2 separate regions of the Mustela erminea genome follow, and region 2 is linked to region 1. A link is a contact called in public Hi-C data. All regions are on one chromosome and are shown on one strand. Each heading gives the region's core, a stretch centred on a gene start, on an enhancer-like site or on the middle of the called end of the contact. The rest is flanking DNA. Distances are from core to core; before and after follow the strand shown. Region 1 holds the start of CC2D1B (coiled-coil and C2 domain-containing protein 1B). Region 2 holds the start of TXNDC12 (thioredoxin domain-containing protein 12).

Region 1 (6,043 bases), core at 1,884-4,383:
TAAATAAAATCTTAAAAAAAAAAAATAGTTGTGGGAGAATAGATAAGAAACTGGTTACATTGGTGGCCTCTGGGAAGGAACTAGATGGCTATGGCCAGGCTTTAGAAGAAGACTTACTGTACGTCATGTATCTTTGAACTTTTGAACAATGTGAATGTAACAGAATTAGTTTACAAAAGAGAACCGCTGCTTGGGATGCCTGGGTGGCGCAGTCCGTTAAGGGTCCAACCCTTGGTTTCAGCTCAGGTCTTGATCTCAGGCTTGTGAGATCAAACCCTATGTCGGGCTCTGTGCTTAGTGTGGAGTCTGCTTAAGACTTTCTCCTTCTTCCTCCGCCCCGCCTTCTCCTACTCTCTCTCTCTCAAATAAATAAATAAATAAATACTTTAAAAAAAAACCTGCTACGAATAATACCAGCGATAAATAATCCCTATCAACAAATAGATAGAAAATATAATTTTTTAAAAATTACTGTTGGGGCGACTGGGTGGCTCATTGGGTTGAGCCTCTGCCTTCGGCTTGGGTCGTGGTCTCAGGGTCCTCGGAACGAGCCTCACATCGGGCTGTCTGCTCAGCGGGGAGCCTGCTTCTCCCTCTCTCTCTGCCTGCCTCCCTGTCTACTTGTGATCTCTCTCTGTCAAATAAACAAATAAAAAATCTTAAAAAAAAAAAAAGTTACTGTTTATCATAAAAACAAATCTTTAAATTAAAGACTTAGAAGGCACAGAAAATACAAGATACCAAGAAATAAGTCTAATGAAAGAGAGGTAACCTCTAAATACAAGTCTGTTTCAGTCAAAATCTTGGCAGGGCTTTTGTGTAACTGCAGTTCTCATATTTACATTTCCAACCAACAATATAACAGACATCTAAAGCCTCTTTACGTCAGGCACTGAGAAAAACACATCACCTGTGTAATAGTCCTGCCGGAAATGTTTGACCCGAACCTACTGATGGAAATTTTCAGAAATCAAAATTGCAGGGGAAAATATTATGCAAAGCAACTGTCCTTCTTCAAAAATATCGGTATCCCAGAAGACCAAAAATCCATGGAGAAACTATCCTAAACTAAAGGAAAATAGAGAAATGAAACCTAAACAGCTAAATGTGCCATGTGAACCTTGATTGAGTCATAGGCTTAGAGATGCAAACAATCATAAACATTATTAGGAACCATATCTTATGTCTTATGTAAATACTAAATTTAGTGGTAAGTTATTGTGGTTATATAGGATAATGTCCTTGTTGAAATATTTATGAGTGAACTGGAACATCTGCAAATAGTTCTCAAATAATTCAGAAAAAATTATAACTGCATATAATGCAGGATCAGTGTTAGTAAAGATTACACAATTAATAAAAAGGAATAATGAGTGAATAATTCATCTACAGAATAAGACACATAAAATGACCAACAAAATGGAAACATAGTAAATGAGGCCTGCAAGTCAAAATCCTTTCATGTGTATTAGAAAACCTTTCCAAGACCATAGGGAACAACTGGAACCCAAATGCTCCACTGACAGGAATGTAAACCGAAACTACTTTGGGGATGATCTGGTAAAATTTAATCTGGAAAATGCAGAAACCCTATGAGCCAGTAAACCCACTCCTTGGTATAAACCCTAGAGAAACACATTGCTCCCCAGGAGTTGTGTACAGGAATGTTCATAGCACTTGCCATTGGGAAAGTGGATTATTTCCATACTTTTTTTTTTAAGATTTTATTTATTTGACAGATCACAGGTAGGCAGAGAAGGGTGGGGGGCGGAGCAGGCTCTCTGCCAAGCAGAGAGCTCAACCTGGAACTTGATCCCAGGACCCTGAGATCATGACCTGAGCCGAAAGCAGAGGCTTAACCACTGAGCCACACAAGCGCCCCTATTTTCATACTCTTCAATACCACAGAGAAGGGAAAATTGCTAGATGTGAATGAACCTTACAGATAGAGTTGAATAGAAAAAGAAGTTGTAGAATATATGTAGTGATACCAATGATACAATGTTAAAGCTTGCAAAAAAACGCTGTAGATTGCTTAAGAATCTATACATATGTAGTAGAACTAAGGGAGTAGGTTTGTCTTTGGGGAAACGGTTGCAACATGAGAGGTGTAGGGTGGTTTCAGCTGTATTGTACTGTTTTTTCTTAAATTCGTGGTAGATACCTATGTATTTATGTCCTTTCACTCAAAAAATAGGAAGTATATATTGAGTACCTACCAGGTACCATGCGATGTTCTAAACACCGGAGATAACTTTAAGAACAAATAGAAAGGTCTGCCTTTGTGGACCTTCCATTCAAGCAAATATGAGATATTGTATATCTCTCTGTATATATTAAATATTTCATAAAACAAAACTTACTAACGAGAAGAACTATGAGAGCGAAACTTAAATTTTAAATGGTAAAGAAGGCCTCTTTGAAAATGACCCAAAGGCAGTAAGAAAATGGAAAAGTCCTTTGTAAAAGTTCAGGATTAGGCGGGAGTGCGTTGGGGCGTTTGTTTCACGTCAAGGTTCTCTGTATCACGCCTCCACCCGCCATTTCACCGTCCTAATCGCTTCGTGTTAAACTGTCTGAAGTGACTTCATAAAGAGGTGCCATCAACACTGCCTGTCTTAGGTACTCAACCTGCCTTCTCACTAGAAAAGATACATTCAATTGCTGAGTGATTCAGAAACAAACAGTGAGTCCCATTTTCATTTCTCTAGACTCTATTACAAAGACAATCCCGGCGCAGCAGGCTAGCAGAAAAGGCCCACCTCTGGGGCAGAGCCTGCGCCAGGCCCGCCTCCACGCCGAGGGGGCGGGGCGAGTGTGAGCCCAGGAGCACCGTACTGGGAATGCGGGAGGAAGCTTGGCAGCGGAGTTGTAAATGTAGGGGCATGGGACTCACCTACTGCATTTACGCAAGCAGCCGCACACCCCATAACCGCCTAACTATGGTCTCCGCGAGCGTCGCGCTACCTGCCCGAAGGCGCCTGCGCACTGAAAACCTCACGCTTCGAGTCACCTGTTGGAAGGTCACGCCCATCTCGCCTTGCGCATGCGCATTGCGCGCCTTACGGGCCGTGGAGTCACGTGTTAGAGCGCGATCCTTCTCCCGCAGGGTCGCTTCCTGTCACGGCTGCTTCCTGCGCCGCCGCCGCCGCCCGGGGGCCGCGGGAGCCCTGGGCGGTGCCAGGCAGGATCAGGCCCAGGCTGGTTTCGGATCCGGCGTGAGGTATGCAGCGTACTCACACCCCGGCGAGGGGCGATACAGGGCTGCGGGGGAGATGGAGGCGCTGGGGCAAGGCAGGGCGGCGCGTCCTGCAGCGCGGCAGTGGGGTCCCTCGGCTTCGCCTCCCCTGCGCCCTTCGCTGTCTTCTCTTTTGAGTCCCGGCCCAGCACCGACGCTCCCTGCCCGAAGTCCCGGACCCGCAGACTCGGCCTGTCCGACCTCATTTCTTCCCTGAGTCCGCTCATTTCGAGCCCCCGGCTCAGGTGACGGCCGGCCATTCCCCTAAGTCAGCGAACTCTGACGGCTGGAGTCACCCTGAGCGCCTCCTCCCGTGCGCCCACAGCCAGCTAACCTCGGAGCCCTGTTGATTTTACCCTCTAAGTGTGAAATCCAGCCGCTTCTCTCCATCCCCGACGCCACCCCCGCGCTCCCCTCCGCTCGCCACTTTCATGGGGACCGTTGCGAGATGCTCGGTGCCAGGAAGGCTTCCAGCCTCCTCTTCCCGTCTGCAGCCAGAGGGAGGTTTCTGAATTGCCCATCTGGTCCCGTCACTTCCACTGCCCTCAGGACCGTGCCCAGATCCTTAGACTTAAAGGATTTCCCATTTTGCCTCCTGTACGGATTGTCAGCTTCTCATGAGCTATTTCCCGTCTCACACTTTTATGTCCCAGTAATCCCAGGTCTTTAGCTTGTGCAGATCAAATTGTTTCTTAGTTCGAAGCCATTATCAGGTTGTTGCCTCTGGATTCCATAACCCTTCCTTACCCCCAACTTTTTCTTGACTCAGCACAAGCATCACTTTCTCCATGAAGCCTTTTCTCTCCACTGGATAAGTGGCGGCTCCTGGGGATACAGGGCCCCTGTAGCAGCCCTGTGTGGTTTTAGTCCATTGTCAAGGCTGTCTCCACCATGTAAGTGCACTTTGAGGGCTGAGAAGGTGTCAGAGGCATTCCTGCTCTTGCAGTGCCCAGCACCTGTTCTTTCACATAGTAGGTCCTGTGAAAGGTTGTGAGATCTCTGAATCAGAATGCTGACTCAGATTTCTCTGGAGCAGAACAGTCCAATAGAACTTTCTGTGGTGATGAAAATGTTCAGCTGGCCAGTGGAAGCCCCTAGTTGAGGAACTGGATTTTAAATTTTAATTTAAAGTTAAGTTGCCACATACGGCTACCATGTTTGACAACACAGCTCTAGAGCCGTTCTGAATCCTATCCAGCCTTGCACAAACCTGGTTCCTGAATCTGCCTTCCTGTGCCGCTCCCCCTCACTGAGGCTCTTGGGTTTAATCCAAATTGGTCAGTCTGATTCAGTAAGTTCTTACTGTGTCCACACTCTCCACTTAAACCCATTAATGGGTGGGCCCCATCCCTTCCACCTCCCATGTTGCTTGCTCCAGTGCTGTGATTCCATTGACAGTATTCCATCCTTTGGTGGTCAAGATTGCCTTTCTTCTCTGGATTGACAGTTTACGAGCCACACCCTACCACACGTAGTGCTATTGGGGGTGGGGCTTTGTAGCCTGCTCCAGTCTGAGTCTCTTCCCCTCCCCATCAGACAGGTACCTAGCCTGTCAAGATGCCAGGGCCAAGACCTCGGAAAGGCCCCCAGGCCAGTGGCCAGGGTGTGGCAGCTGCAAAGCAGGTATGGATATTGCCTCTTCCACTCCCAGGCCAGTCTGGGGTGGGGGGCTCTCTAGACGGCTTGATCACCTGTTTAGTTTCCCCATTAGTCCAGAGATTTTGAACAGTTCCTCCTGGAGTTGGGAGAGCTGTTAGAGACCCTCTGACTAGCCCCTGTCACCCTCATGTGGGGGATGAGGTGTGAACTCTGCTGTGTTTCAACCCAGGCACCCTTCTGCCGTTGCCATCTCCATATGAGTGGTCTGAAGGGTTCAGGAGCCACAAAATTTAGGGTGTTCTGGTGGGGTGTCATCACTGTCATGGGTTTCTCATTCAGGGCCATGATTTTGCTTGTCAGCCAAGGATGCCAGAGCTTGAGAACTATGGCCACTGGAAGAGTTTTTACTGCTTAGGGACACAAGGCTGTGGCCCAGGTGGGAGACAGAAATCTGCCCTCCAGTCTGCTCCTTTTACTTCTTCTGGGCCCAGGTTCTGAGACTTCGTAGTCCATTTTTATTGTCTTAAAAGAGGTGGGTAAGGGAGCTTGTGGAATAAAGAGCATAGACTAAAATCACAAAGACCTTTATTTTAAATGCTATCTCTGGCACTTAGTCAGGTTCTTAGGGACAGAGTAGAATGGTGGTTGACGGGGTGGTGGGGGGAAGGGGAGTTGTTGAATAGGTGAAAAGAGTTCTGTGGATGGCTGGTGGCAGTGGTAGTACAACAGCGTGAAGGTACTTAATGCCACTGAACTGAACATGGGAAATGGTTAAGGTGAGGGGCTCCTGGCTGGCTCAGTCGGTAGAGCATGCAACTCTTGATCTCAGGGTACTGGGTTCAAGCCCCATATTGGACATAGAGCTTACCTTAAAAAAATAGTTAAGGTGATAATTTTTATGTTACATGTGTTTTGTTTTTTAAAGATTTTATTTACTCATTCGAGAGAGAGAGAGTGTGTGTAAGAGCCAGGGGTGGGGGGAGTGTTGCTGAGGGAGATGGAGTAGACTCCTCACTGGTCAGGGAGCCCGATGTGGGGCTCCATTCCAGGACTCCCAAGATCATAACCTGAGCCCGTGACCTGAACCAAAGGCAGATCCATAACTATCCAAGCCACCCAAGTGCCCCTTGTTTTGTTTTAAGGTTTATTTTTAAGTAATCTCTACACCCATTGTGGGGCTCAAACTCATGACCCCGAGATCAGGAG
Region 2 (5,600 bases), core at 971-3,470, 280 kb after region 1:
TCAGTATTTATTGAGTGCCTAAGTTCTAAGCATTATGGTAGGCACTTTCACCATGTTTACATATCATGTTTACACACGGATAAAATAACTTCAACCTTTAGTCCTAACTTTTTATTATGTGGGGTATCTCTAAGAGAGGCACAAATTTTGGAATCAAAAGGATCAAGGTTCTACTACTTAGGACTTCGGAAAGGCATTTTACTTTCTGAACTTGTGTTCCTTCTGCATTAGAAAAGGTTTTAACACCACACATCTCATACGGTTGTTTTAAGGATTAAAGGTTAAGTTAATTGAGCACAGGGTATGCCTCACTGTAGATACTCAAAAACTGGTAACTATTGTTACCACTCCCGAGGGGACAGCTATGGTGTAAGTGAAAAGAACGTGGGAACGGAAGTTGAAACCGCCATTCACTAGCTGTGTAACAGGGTGCCTGTCGGTCAATCAATTTCCTGACAGCCTACTATGCTTCAAGCAGTGTGATGGGGCTATCGAGATGGTCAAGGCAATTTCTCACGGAGGGAACAGAACTGTAAACAAATACTGCCATTACGAGATGAAGAGAGCTGCAACGGAATTCAGTCCCAAGCGCTTCGGGGCCGGGGGCTGCTAACCTCAGTTTCCCTATCTGTAGAGTGGGAGGATCAAAGGAGACGACAACAGATAGCTGTTGTCACAGCACTGTTGTTGTGAATAAAAAAGAGTAACGGGAGAGAGGTGGGGGACCACCCGCCTCCTGGGACTGAATCTGGGCGGCAACAGCGCGGGCCCCCACAGGGAGCGGTGGTGCTGGGGACCTTCCCTCAGGTGCCGACCCCCAGCTGCGCCGCCGGTAACCGACAAGCCAAACCAGCCGCCTCCGCCCCCACTCGGCGCGCCACGGCGGAAGTGGCAGCCCAAGTGGTTGGCGGGTGTCGGAAGAAGAGGGCGGGGGGAGACCGTGCGCAGCGGCCTATGGCCGTGGAGTGGCGGGACCGCCGGGGGTCTCACCTGAAGCAGGGAGGGTCCTCCGACAACAGCACGCGGCAAGAGCAAGATGGCTGCCTCAGTCGAGACAGAGAAAGACGACGGCAACAGCGGCGGCGGGAGCGGGGCCCACGTGATACAAGCAGCTCCGCCTCTCTCTCTCTCTCACAGGAGCAGCCTATCCCGGGGAACGCATTTATGAACTACAAAACCCAGGAGGCTCTGCGCCTCCCAATAGAAATGCGGCAGGTGCAGGTGGCCGCACTGCATTCTGGAGCTTGCAGTCTCCTGAGAATTCCATTGTGTCTGTGCCTACAAATTTGTAGGGATTCTAATAAAAAAGAGGTGTGTATTTTTGTTTGGGTGTGTACTTTTGTCACGTATCTTTCACTAAGCATTAACTCCGCACTGTCGGACTCAACTAGCGCGGACTCATTAGTATGGAGACTCAGCCAGTCACTGAGCGAGGAGACGGGAAATTTTGACCTGTTTGTTGTTTAAAAAACAAAACAAAACAAAACAAAACTGAGAAAGAAATAATTAACCCAGAAAGTTTAAAAACAACTAGACAAGCAGATTTAACCAGAAAAGCTTTACGCTTTAAATGCCTGCAGTGACTTTTGTCCTGGTTCCCCGAAGAGCTAGATCAGTTTTGCAATAAGAGATCCGAAGTTTGGTTTTCTCGGAGCTTGCATCAGTTGGTTGCATCATCCCTGAGTGGAAGAACTGCGGCTGCAAGGAAAAATAAGTCCAGCGCTGCTTCTCCAGCAGGAAAAGGGCATTCTTGTTAAGGCTCAAGACCAGGCACTGCAGAACAGGTTTGCCAGGTCTCGTGGCCCGGGCAGGAACTTAAGAATGAAATCCAGTTGTCTAGTCTTTTTTTTTTTTTTTTTTTTTTTTTAATTTGCAGAGCAAGAAATGGGAGGCCAATGGCAACGCGCCCACTGTTGGGAACTGCTGACTTCACCAATCAATAATTAGCTCTGTGAATATTAAGTGCAGCGGTTCTTGGGGGGGAGGGACTCGCTTGCAGGCCGACGCAAACAGCATTGGTTCTCCCGAGCCCTCTTCCCATACCCCACCCCGCTATCTCCTCCACCTTTTCCCTCCCGGTCTTCCGACCGAACACCCAGAATTCAGGGCAAGCAGCTTGCGCTGGAGAGCAACTCCCACACCCTTCTACGTGATCTGCACCTTTAAACTTACTCCATCTCAAACCGGGCCCCGGAGGCACCACCCACATCCGTCTAACATCACTTCCTCCAGGGTTACGGAGGCGCGGGGAGGGGGAAGAATCTGGGAACGCGAGGGGTTGGGCTGAGCCGCACTTGGGGAACGGCGCGGACCTTCTGCTAAGCACTCTGGTCGTCTCCCGTCTGCTCAGCCCAGTGGCCCCGCGCATCTACTTCCATGGAGCTGCGGTCTCATCTCGGGGCCACCTGTTTGCTGGGCTTCAGTTTCCTGCTTCTCGTCACCTCTTCTGATGGACATATTGGGCTTGGAAAGGGTCAGACCAACTTCTTATCTTAATCTTTTCTCATACTGGGCCCAGCCCAGTATAACCCTCCTGTGCTAACACGATTCTCCTCCGGTTCTATCTCTTCGGCCACGCCAGGATTCTTACTATCCTCCCTAACCGCTCCTAGATTTGAGGATTTCTTGAGGGTAGGGAATAGCGGGTCTGGGGAATGTTGAGATGAGGGAGTTGTACTGGAAGCCTCCCTAAATTCTTGAGTTGGAAGTAAGGAATGACCCTTCAATTAGGGAAAGCATGTTTAAGAGTTCAGCATACGTCCCTAGCACTTGGTAAGCCCTCAGGAACATTCAGTCACTTATTCCGGAAGAAATAGGGCCTCTGGACACCTGCATATACAGAGATCTTTCCTTGGCTCTGAGATCCCCACACTTACCTCTTCCCTGAAGAGTTGGGTTCTTGTCTCTTATGTACAGGTCTTGGGGAGACTGGGCCTTCCATACCAGGAAGGTGTGACTGGTATATAAAGGAAGGCCAGATGAAGGGTAGAAGTTCTGATATTAGAGGGTAACTAACAATTGTCCTTGGTGTGCTTCAGTCAATGTATTTGAAGAAACTGTATTTTTTTTTAAAGATTTTATTTATTTATTTATTTGACAGATCACAAGTAGGCAGAGGGGCAGGCAGAGAGAGAGAGAGAGGAGGAAGCAGGTCCCCGCTGAGCAGAGGGCCTGATGCATGGCTGGATCCCAGGACCCTGGTATCATGACCTGAGCCAAAGGCAGAGGCTTTAGCGCACTGAGCCACCCAGGCGCCCCAAGAAACTATTTTTTTGAAGAGGGAGGGAACGGTGGTTATGAATAGGGGATGGGAGGTGTGACCCCCTGCTCCATCCCCTTCCCTACATCTTCTTGAAGCTCTGGGTTTGTGCTTTTGCTAAGTGGAAGAGTGGTAGCATGGATTCCCTTCTCCCTCCTTTTTTTGTATGGACCTTACTGGATGGAATGATTCTGATGCAGCTCTGCTGTTTTAAATTCTTCTGTATCCTCCCTATTTGCATATTTATTGGTAGGTGGACATCCAGTGTACCTGAATATGGTCACTCCAGCAAATAATTAATTTTTGAACCCCTGCTGTATTCCAGGCACTGCCCTAGGCACTGGGGATATAGCAGTGGACAGGATGAATAAGGTTCCTGTTCTCACAAAGTTTATATTCAAGTGAGAGATACAGAGAGTGGACACATGAACAAGAACAAATTAAGAAGCAAGGTAATTTCCGCTAGGGATAAGTGCCATGAAGAAAATGAAACCGTGATGGAGTAGGATGGCTGGGGAGGTTAAGGGAGCCAGCATTACATGAGCTAGAAGCCAAAGAAGGCTTCTCTGAGAAGGTGATATGTAGGTTTCCATCTCAGTGATGAAACCGCTTGGTGAATTCTACTGGGCCAGAATGTTTTCAATACTGACAATCCCATTTTAAAACAGATTACTGTATATTTAGCACAAAATTGTAAGTACCAAGGGAGACAGAATGTGGTGTTAGGAATGTGAGTGTAGATTTGAGTTTTATTTCATTCTGCTATTGACCATGTGAAAGGCTTAGGACAAGTTGCTTAACCTTTCAAAGCTCGGTTCTTCATCTGCAAAATGGGCATAATAGTAACTACCTCGGATACTTAGCAACTAATTTATTACTGTTGGGTGTAGGCAGTATCTTGGAGTCACTTATTTAGTATCTTTATTCCTTGTTAGACATTAAGTCATGTGTGGTGGTTCCAATTGCCATTACTGTATAATAAACTACACCCAAATTTAGCGGTGTGAGGATATCATTTTATTATGCTCATGATTCTGTGGGCCAGAAATTCAAACAAGGCATGGTGGGAAAGGTATGTCCCTTGGTTCTGTGTCTGGGGCCTCAGCTGAGCAGGTTACTTCTCCCTGTGGTCTTTCTTCAGGGATTAGGTGTGGGCTTCCTCCCGGTATGACAGCTGTATTCTGAGAGGGTCCGCCCCAAGAGAACAAAGAGGAAATGCGTTGCATTTTTGTCATCTGGCCTTACAAAGTCACATAGCATCGCTTCTACTGTAAGGGCATGTTCAAGAGGAACGACACCCATGGAAGGAATATTGAGGTAACTTTGTAAGAAAAAGCACGTGGAGTGAGAGATACTATTGAAGTATAGTCTGCCACAGTAAGCCGGGACCATTTGTGTCTCATTCATGCTTAGGAAGAGTTGTCAGAAGAAGAAATGAATGGTACCTGATCATTGAGATCCCTGTCTTTTTTCAGCTTACAGTCTGAAGATTGTCAGACAAGTAAGCAAGCAATTGCGTAGACTGTGTATGTACTGGGAGCAGGGAATACCCCGTAACTGTAGGCGGTGGAGGGGCGGGGACTTGAGGCAGGAGGGCTGTGTTGTGAGGATTAAATGAAAAAGATCATAGGCACTTCATATTATGTTACAAACTTAGAAAGTATTTAGTATTATTACGCCCTCCCAAGGGAGAGTATTTATTTGTTCTGAAAGGAATTAATAATTTTTCAAACTTTTGGTTTTTTGTGTTTCTTGGGTATTTCTTTGGAAATAAATTATAGCCCACCTCCCCCACCTCCCCAAAATGTGTTAGCTGAAGCAGGGTTCCTGAAAATCTTGATAGTTGAGATTTATTCCCAAATGTTTCCAGAAGATGGCCTGTTGGTTTGCAGAGAGGAGAGACTAAAAGACTCTACTTTTTCATTAAGAACAGGAAGTATGGTGGTGTACTGTGAGCACTGGATGGGAATCAGGAGGCCTGCTTTTTAATGCTGGTCAGACCAGGTAGCCAGCTCTGGTCTTCCCTGGGGACTCTTTACTGAATGAGAGTATTAAACTATATATAATTCCAAAGAGTCCTTTCAGCTCTAACATAATGTTCTCAAATACCGTTGACTCTTGAGCAACACAGGGGTTAGGCGTGCTGATCCCCCCACACCCCATATTCAGTCAGCATATAACTCCTCCAAAACTTTACTGATAGCTTTCTGTTGACCAGAAGCGTTACCAATAACATAATCAATAACACATATTTTTATGTTATATGTTTTAATATAATAAAGTAGCCTAGAGAAAATATATTTATAGTACCGTACTGTAAAAAAAAAAAATCCTTGTATAA

The links. Hi-C and Micro-C count contacts between places; a contact is called where the count stands out from the background.
Region 2: a contact with region 1 is called in a Hi-C map of spleen, with 5 times the contacts expected there. The contact joins the promoter of TXNDC12 here to the promoter of CC2D1B in region 1. A contact is called at or near these places in 2 of 3 Hi-C or Micro-C datasets (skeletal muscle and spleen).

What each region holds. Positions count from the first base shown.
Region 1 is chr10:68,025,106-68,031,148 of mMusErm1.Pri, forward strand. CC2D1B (coiled-coil and C2 domain-containing protein 1B) reads left to right here and starts at 3,134. Exons shown (of 25, transcript XM_032303365.1): 1 at 3,134-3,223; 2 at 4,775-4,861. The coding sequence starts at 4,796.
Region 2 is chr10:68,308,117-68,313,716 of mMusErm1.Pri, forward strand. TXNDC12 (thioredoxin domain-containing protein 12) reads left to right here and starts at 2,221. Exons shown (of 7, transcript XM_032361537.1): 1 at 2,221-2,473. The coding sequence starts at 2,377. BTF3L4 (transcription factor BTF3 homolog 4) reads right to left here and starts at 1,120. Exons shown (of 6, transcript XM_032361538.1): 1 at 991-1,120.